2 separate regions of the Zea mays genome follow, and region 2 is linked to region 1. A link is a contact called in public Hi-C data. All regions are on one chromosome and are shown on one strand. Each heading gives the region's core, a stretch centred on a gene start, on an enhancer-like site or on the middle of the called end of the contact. The rest is flanking DNA. Distances are from core to core; before and after follow the strand shown.

Region 1 (4,329 bases), core at 726-3,225:
ACTTGCAAGAATCCCTCGTCTGACCGCCATCGCAGCTAAATCAACCCGAGAACCTCCCTACATGCAACTCCCCTACTGGCCTTGCCCCTTTCGGATAAGGTAGTCTTCCACTAGCTTTCCTAATTAGTCAGCCAAGGGCGTCCTATTCCACCCTTGTGGGGGCACGTGTTTCTCAAGTTAAGATCCATGTTCCAATTAAAATAATGTAATAATCTTGACATGACCAAATGATTCAGAGGTAAACAAGGTAAAAAGGATAAACAGACTAGGGTGACCTATTGGGTCCCATCAAAATTAAACCTATGTATTGAATAGTGATAATAAAGAACATTATTGGGTAATAAATGTGGTCAAGGGCACAACTTGCCTTCAATGAGCTCCTGCTCAGCAACTTCTATATACTGAACACCAGAATCCTCAGCCACTAGCTCTTCTACTCGCCACAATACAAACATGCATAATATAAAGAGGAAAGTAACATCACACCAAACATGTAAAAAAATACATAATTATAATCTACACATTAAAATAATATCATAGGAATAGGAATCATTAATTTTGGAGTTATAGATTTTAAGTTATGAATTTCCAAAGATTCTATGTGTTTTGTACAAGATTAAATAGGATATAAATTTTAATTTGACTTTCATGTCAAAATAGTGGTACTAACTGATAAACAATAATATTACAAAATTATAGGAATTGGAATGGATTAATTTGGACTTCATATGAATTTTCTATGAATGAAACAAATTCTAGCATTTATTTTTGCATTAAAAATCATTTTCTAATTCCATTTATCTGATTTCCTAACTTCCTGGACTAGGCGCACTAATACAGAGAAGTTCAGGGGTCCCGATGTATGTTTTCCTAAGACTCAGTTTACCCACGCAGTGGACGTGGGTTTATTTAGTAAAAAACTAGGGTCTTATTCGCAAAATGAACGGACGAAGGGGTATTGCGCGATCTTGGCCGTTTGATTGAAACTGAGGGCCACGATTAAATCTGGCCGCGTTCGAATCGGTACGCAACCCGAGCCCAGGCTCCAAGATCTATGTCCTGAATTTAGTGTGACTGTGATCAATCCTATGCCTGTGGATTCCAATCTGGTGGTCCCATTTTAATGAGTCGAACCGGTACATCTCCCTTCTAATCTCATTCGTCTATCTACGGATCGACAGCCACCACAACTTCTTCCCCCCGTCGCCCCGCACAGCAGTCGCACCAAACCGCCCCACACGACGGAGGCTCGCCGGAGCGGCGGCCACGCTCCGCCACGGCGCCCGAACTCCGAAATGAACTACTCCTACTCGCACCACGTGAGGTAGCGACCGTAATTAGGTCGTTCCGACGCCAAATCGTCGCGGTAAGGAATCTACCCATGGTATCTAGTGACCCACGGTGGATCTGCGAAGGCCGGCGAGGCATTCCGCCCAAACTACAGCGGCACGACTCCAATTATAAGGTGATCTACCATTCTGACTACGCGATGAACCAAAAAAAACTATCACATACCGGTGCTCACGCTGTGGGAGGTCTGGACACGGCGCGGATTGAGTTGGCGGCGAGGGCGTGACTCCGACGAGTAATTAGAGCGGCGCTGGTGACGAATTCCAAGTGGCACGGCCACCACCTCCCTTCTTCGGTCTTGCAGAGGACGTTGGGCGCAATACCAAAGGCTTGGGTGCCGTCGACTTCGGAGTTTCCTCGCGGTGGCTCCACTCTCCTTCTCCGCCCTTCTCTGGTCGCGAGGCGTCTGGGTGGGTAGAGAGGGAAAGTGAGGGTACGGTGTCCTTTATCTCCCCACGACGTTCGGTAGGTCGATTCCACGAGACTCGTGGTCAGCTGATCCGAGGATCTCGCGCGAGCAGGTGCGCCGCCAGCGCCATACGCGGGGAGTGGGAAGGAAGAGCTACAGTGGTACCGGGCCCACGCGCCAGTGTGTTGCAGCAACCGTGCCGCAAGCAGTCGTGTGGTGGCTGGTAGGTGGGCCACCCTTGTCGGCGCCGGTACGTAGAGAGCGGGAGTTGGGCCGTGCGCAGGGGAAAAAGGAAAGGCCAAGTGGGCCAAAACGCGGGTGGCGGCCCAGTTAGGTTTCTTTTCCCTTTTTCTTTTGTATTCCTTCTTTTCTTTTCCATTTTTTGATTTCCAATTTTAATTCAACTTTAGGTGTGAGATTCATACTTGAGTTAACCGCTCACATTCAAATATCAGTAGGAATAAAATATTTTATTTATATATTTATTTTCTCTATTTTATACAATATTTTCTTTCTCTTTTTTTATTCCAAAATTGTACCTTTGGGTTAAATCCCAATTCTCATCTCATTATTTTATTCTCATATTATTTTTTTAATTTACATAATTCAAATTCCAATATGAGATAAAGTTTAAGAACTCAACTTTAATACCCACTTAAAATCAATCATGGTGTATTAGACCTCTATTTATTCTAATTAATTCATTTGTTTCATAAATGTTTGAAATATGAGACACACTCATATAGTTCCTTTCTTCTTGGGAAAATGGTATTTTGATTACGGGATATGAGTTTAAAGTTACTTTAAAATTAAATATTCATGTAACTAAATGCTTATGGTGCATCATTTAATGAAATGCATAATCATTTAGTTGAATAGAAAGTTTTTCTATTACTTTTCTAAAATAATTCTTGGTTTCCAAAATTCAGTTCTCAATTTTCAACGCTCAAGTATAATTTGAGATCACTGAATTTTCTATTTTATTCCTTCATATATTTATTTTATTATTATTCTTTTTTTCTTATACAAATTTTGGCCTTACAAATCCTAGCCCATTAACAGAAATCTCGTCCTCGAGGTTTGTAAGAAATGGGTGTATAACTATGTTATCTCAAAACATATGCACAAACAAAATCTCAGCATGATGCATAATTTATTAGCAACACATGGGGTCAATTAGACCTTATTATTCCTCCTAACATAGTATCGTACCAACTACTAACTAAAATAACACTTGGATCTTACAAATAGTAGTATATATATGTGTGTGTGTTTATGTAGCTTGGTGGAGCTGGTGGTGGTGGTGGAGGTAGTGGGCGTTGTTCTTGTTGTTGTCTTTCCAACCATGCTTGCCTCATTTCTTGACGTATCTCCAGCCGGTCCTGACGTATTTCTTGGCGTTCTTGCCTTATCTGATTTTGCATTTCGGTAACCATGTTTGCCATTTGTTGTGTTACCATCATTTGGGCAGCAACCACTTGATCGATTCCAACCGGTGGAGGATCTAAAGGATTCATTTCTGTTTGATGTTGCTTGATAATCTTCCCTTCCTGGTATTGACCATAAGAGTTAGAAGCATATGGTAGGATAGTTTTGCAATGGAAAGTATTTGGTAAGCAAAATGAATAGGTTAGTAGCTATTTATGACTGAAGATTCTTTAGCAGGGCTTAATCTGTTTTATGTCCAGATTGGGGTAACTAGTCGTATAAGGTGAATTTCCAAAGGTAAGATAGAATCTGTCAAGATGAGATATATATTAGTGAGATAGACTACGTGATGTAGGTCAAAATCTTGTTTGATGTTAGGTGGGGATTGTCAGATTATGCAATTCGTGACTCTATTGGTTGAGTTAAATCTTTTTGCTCTTGATTGAGTTGGTCTAATGTGCTAAGTTAAGTTAACACCTGGCTAGAAGGATCCAAGTACCACTAATCTGTTTAAGTAGACCACATTAGTTTAGATCACATTTGATTCTATAATCCTATTTAGGAATATCATTTAGTTAAGCATATCAAGCTGACTTTATCTTTATGAAATTCTAGTATTTTTTTCTAAGTGGAACTTCCAATTAGTATTTTTTTATACACCTAGAATTTTATCATGCCATTAGTAGGTGTGGTATCGAAAACAAGGGTACACCATGTTTTAGCTATTTGTGGGTGTAGAGAAGACTTGGGGGCAAAAGAAAGTTTCGATAAAGGAGACTTTTCTTCCGGTGGTGGATCTTGATTCGTCTGAAGGTCTGTTTCTACTCATCTCGTTCATTGTCGAAGTTAATCTTCTTCTTGGGTTTGATTTAGGGACCATCAGTTGTGGTATTAGGTGTCATTATTGAGTTGGGATAACAATTATGGGTACATAGGGTAGGTAGATTAAACTGAGTTTTACTTTGCTTTTGGAATAACTGGGTTGGGTAACCTATAGCATAGGCTAGGTCGTGATTTCATGGACGAGTTGGTTTAAGACACCAATTTAGATTTAAAACCCATTTATAGGAATATGGTCTAATCTATGGTGCATCATTTAATGAAATGCATAATCATTTAGTTGAATACAAAGTTTTTCTATT
Region 2 (4,329 bases), core at 860-3,359, 110 kb before region 1:
TGTTTGGCTTGCACATGGATTCTAGTTTCTATAATACAATTAATGTGTGCGAGTTTCCTTAATTACTCTTGATGATTAGCAGGTGAAGAGACATAAATCGGTAGATCATGTAACCAATAACATGGTGGGTAATTTTTGTGCAACTTCACGAGGAGGTATGAAAGTAGTGTTTTTGAAGCACCCTTTGAGTAGTTTGAAAATTTCATGAAATCGGTCTCTAGTTTCAGTTTTTTTAAGCTACAACTCATAGAACTGGACCTGTTTGGATATAAGAAACTAAAATAAACTTAAAATTCTTGAAGTGAAGCTCTCCTAAACAGGACCTTAGTTTACTAATTACTCCCTTAGTCCCAAAATATAATTTGTTTTAGGTTAAGCACACATTCATTAATCAATTTATGAATGTAGTTTGTATGTTTTGTCTACAATCATTCGAATATGGACGAAAAAAGAGGGCTACAAAGAACTATATTTTGGAATGGAAGAAGTACTATATTGACACTACATTAATTTGAGAAACTTCTATCAGCTAAGTTAATTTTCGATGGCAATAAGGGCCACTAAAAGTTAATTTTAGTGTGGCGTTTGAATGTTGGATTAATGTGTGTTTGGTCCAAATTAATATTCAATAATAGTTAATGCTAAAGGCCCACTTTAATGCTACGGTGTACTAATAATTTAGTACCATACTAGAAGTTCAAGGGACAAATCAATCAACTTAAGATGTGTTTGGTTGCGGGATAGAAAGGACAGGGACGTCCCTAGACGTCTTCTCTCGTCCCTCAAATTTTGATGAACAATTAAGATAGTCATGTCTCAACCCCTGATCCTAAACCAAATAACCTTATTTAAGGGATCGCTCTATCACATTCCGCTCTATCATTACAACCAAACACATAGGTGGACCATTGGTGCATCTATTGAGAAATGGATGAAGGACTGTCACGCGCGCGCGCCGCTGACCGAGGCAGAGGCTTGTGGTAGATTGGACCTTGGTCTGAATATTTCTTTCTAACGGTTGTACATTTTATCTAAAGTGATGATCGTCTGTTACTGTCTGTTTCATGTCTTATGGCTAGTGACGGACAGACTGTAATGGATGTTGGTTTCTGGCTCTTATGGCGACCGTTATTGTCCGTTCCCTACGGAGGAGGTGGACGCTCTTCTAGTCACGTGAATAGTCTCTCAGACGCGTTGCACTCAGCCCATTCCCATCCCACCTTATGCGAGCAGAGAGAGAGTGGGAGAGCAGGCCTCCGAAATCGCCGTTCACATAGCTACACATTCACGGGTGTGCGGGCGATCAGTTTTTTAGGGAGTATACTCACGACTGCTCGCTCCATCCGCTCGACCAACGCTGATTCGATTCTTCATCGTCGGCGCCATTTGAGGGACTGCATTGCGTACATCTGTCTGTATCGATTGCGTCTACATCGAACATACACACGTGATGTCTCGGTGTGAATGGAGCCAATGCTGCCTTGAGCATCGATACATTTGCACGGTACAATATGTTTTTCGTATTTGTGCATGTTTTACTGTTATTTACTGCTTATGTGAGTAATGATACACACATGCACATACATGTTGTCACAACATCATACTGATTTTTTGGATTAAATTAAAACTGATAATGCCTAATCCTTAACATTGAATATACTAGATCTAATAGATAGTTGACTAGAAAATTACTAGTCTAATTTGCTAAAAGTAAATAATAGTTGAATTATTAGCTAGACTATTTAGAGGTGTTTAGCTAATTTTCACAGCTAAGTATTAGCTCTAATGCCCTTATTGTCAGACGGGGTGACAGGTGCTGTTCCAAATGTATTGTTTCGTGCTACAGGGACTGCGGTGCAAAGCTTGAAAGAAAATCGGACCGAGATTCTGGTTTCTTCTGGCCGTGGCGCCGTGCACATCTCGATTGACGATTTGCAATTGAGAAGTGCTTTTCCCGTCCATACCGAAACGGTATGACGATTCGTCGTCAGTCCTCGTGAATGAAATGAAGAAAAACAAAAAACAAATGACAAAGAAGCATTGGACCTTGATAGCCCACTGGACAACTAGTCCAGCCCATCTCACACGCTTACACTTTGACAGCCTATTCAGGTCCAGTGTCAACATAGCCCAATGGCTCGGCACGCTTCGTGCCGTCCTTTCTTCGTTGGTGGTGAAGGAGAGAAATGCCCCCTCACGCCCTATTTGAGAGCTTGCATTTTTACAGTTTTGAGGGCAATGTTATGGTATTCGATGATACCATGTATTAAAAAATAGAAGGTGTTTAATTGGTACAGGTAAAATACGGTTTTAAATATCATAGTGTATCTAAAACTGTATTATTTTTGAAGTCTTAAAAGTTTCACTCAAATCCTCAGTTTTCTTCTATTTTTCTCTACATATACTATAGGTTTTTAATGGAACCAAACACATCTTAGGGCCTATTTGGCAACGTAATATTTTTAAAGTTTCTGGACAATACCATGATTTTTAAAGATACCACAGTATTTTATAGAATGAGGTGTTTGTTTGTGTTACAAAATACTTTGTTTTCAAAATCGTAGAATTGCAGAACTGTGAGTATCATGGTATTTTTAAAGTATTTGAAACTCCACTCCAACCTAAAGCTTTCATCACTTGACTAGCTCCTTACAAAGTTACACTAAAATACTGTAGTTTTAGATATTGTATTTAAATACATGTTGTTATGACATTTGAATACCGTCATATATAAGAAATCATGGTTTTAATAAACTTTACTTCCAAACACGACCTCAGTTTTAGGCAATGATAAGGCAATACTAAAGTATTTGTCTTTTATAATTATAAACTACGGTATTTCAAAACTATAGCATTTCAAAACTGCTGTCTCTCCACCGTGTCGTCCACTCGTTCGTCCGGTTGCGTGATCAACGACCTGAGCGAACGGAAGACTTGTTATTGCATGTTGGTCAGTGTTTAGTGCCTTATGCAGTAAGCTGTAATAGTGGGTTGGAAGGCTGACGTGTTTCTATTTGGATACCTCATTGGTCATAAGATGAATTATGCAGAACTGTTATTTAGTTTTTGTGTTGCAGCAGAGGTGCTATGGCAGTCGGGCTACTACCCCAGTCTGGGTGGATGTTTCCGAAGAGATATCTGCAAACTTGCAGCAGGCAAGGATGAAAATGGAAGAGTGTGTTAAGGCACATGCCAAAGCCTTGGTGCCATCCTTTGGTGATGGCAGGGACGACCACCAAGCAATCGAGGTTCTCACACATGCTATAACATGTTTGCTGAAGAGGTCCAAGAAGAGGCTGCAGAAGTTGTCCATGCAGAGGTACTATTAGTCATTCTTTATTAGATATTGATATGTTACCTGCATATTAGGCATTAGTGTGTGGTTTATGTGTCTTCTCCCCTTTTGCGTACATTTTGTACAATTGTTTTCCTATCTTATGAAATAACACGAACCCCTTGTTGGCGCCGATCCGGGCGCCAATCACTACGATGAGAACTGGCGGCGGTGCTCTCTGCGGAGGAGCGGACGGTCTGTGGCCCGGGGCCCAACGACCTGCGACCTGACGCAGGGGCTCGGGTTCCTGCATGACGAGCCAGTGCGCAGAGGTGGCGGAGTTCGCTGGTAGCGCCTTAATCTCGCTCCCAGGAGAGACCCCGTCGGGGAGGAGAGATCCTAGGCTTTTTCTTGGGCAGGCCACCCAAGATGCCTCTAATCGACGTAGAGCTGGAGAGAGGTAAATATTTAGAGAGAAGAATCTAATTTGTTGTCTACTCCTAGGGCAAAAGGTAAAAAACTAGATGTATATTGATTGATTGATCGATTGTTGGTGTTCCAATCGACCGTAGCCCTTCATATATATAGGGGGAGGTCTGGACCCGTTACAAATTGATTCCCGAGTTAATCCCACAGATTTAGCTAACAAATCCCGCAAGAAACTCGGAATCATAGCTGATTCTACGCGCACATGGACCGTCCGTGCCACCACCGCGGACCGTCCAGCCTTAGGGCTGGACCGTCTGCCCGGTCAACAGTGGTGCTCAACAAATGCCCCCATGCTTTTTGGCGGAGTTGAGCGAACCAAAAACACTAGCACACGCCTAAAACTAAATCGATGTGATCACATCGGTTTTCTTAGGCATCTTGCCACATACTAGGATGGTACTGCTTAAGGAAACACATGTTTAACGCCTTGGGCAAGTCTTTGCCTTGTAGTGTTTGCAACAAGTAGACGTTACCGGGTATCACCTGCATGACCTTGTAAGGGCCTTCCTAGCTTGGCAACCACTTACCAAACTTCTAATCTTTGCTCCTTAGAGGCAAGACGGTCT

What was found. Hi-C and Micro-C count contacts between places; a contact is called where the count stands out from the background.
Region 2: a Hi-C map of tassel shows a contact between it and region 1, with 2.3 times the contacts expected there. The contact joins two enhancer-like sites. A contact is called at or near these places in 6 of 25 Hi-C or Micro-C datasets (ear, leaf and tassel).

What each region holds. Positions count from the first base shown.
Region 1 is chr6:69,988,842-69,993,170 of Zm-B73-REFERENCE-NAM-5.0, reverse strand. No RefSeq gene overlaps it. Among protein-coding and RNA genes, the nearest start is that of LOC109940152, 5.8 kb to the left of the region's middle. Within about 2 kb of position 1,975, at least 19 of the 20 cell types and tissues checked have an H3K27ac peak or open chromatin away from gene starts, as enhancers often do. A contact at or near this core is called in ear, leaf and tassel, where this site is marked.
Region 2 is chr6:70,100,436-70,104,764 of Zm-B73-REFERENCE-NAM-5.0, reverse strand. No RefSeq gene overlaps it. Among protein-coding and RNA genes, the nearest start is that of LOC103629394, 39 kb to the left of the region's middle. Within about 2 kb of position 2,109, at least 15 of the 20 cell types and tissues checked have an H3K27ac peak or open chromatin away from gene starts, as enhancers often do. A contact at or near this core is called in ear, leaf and tassel, where this site is marked.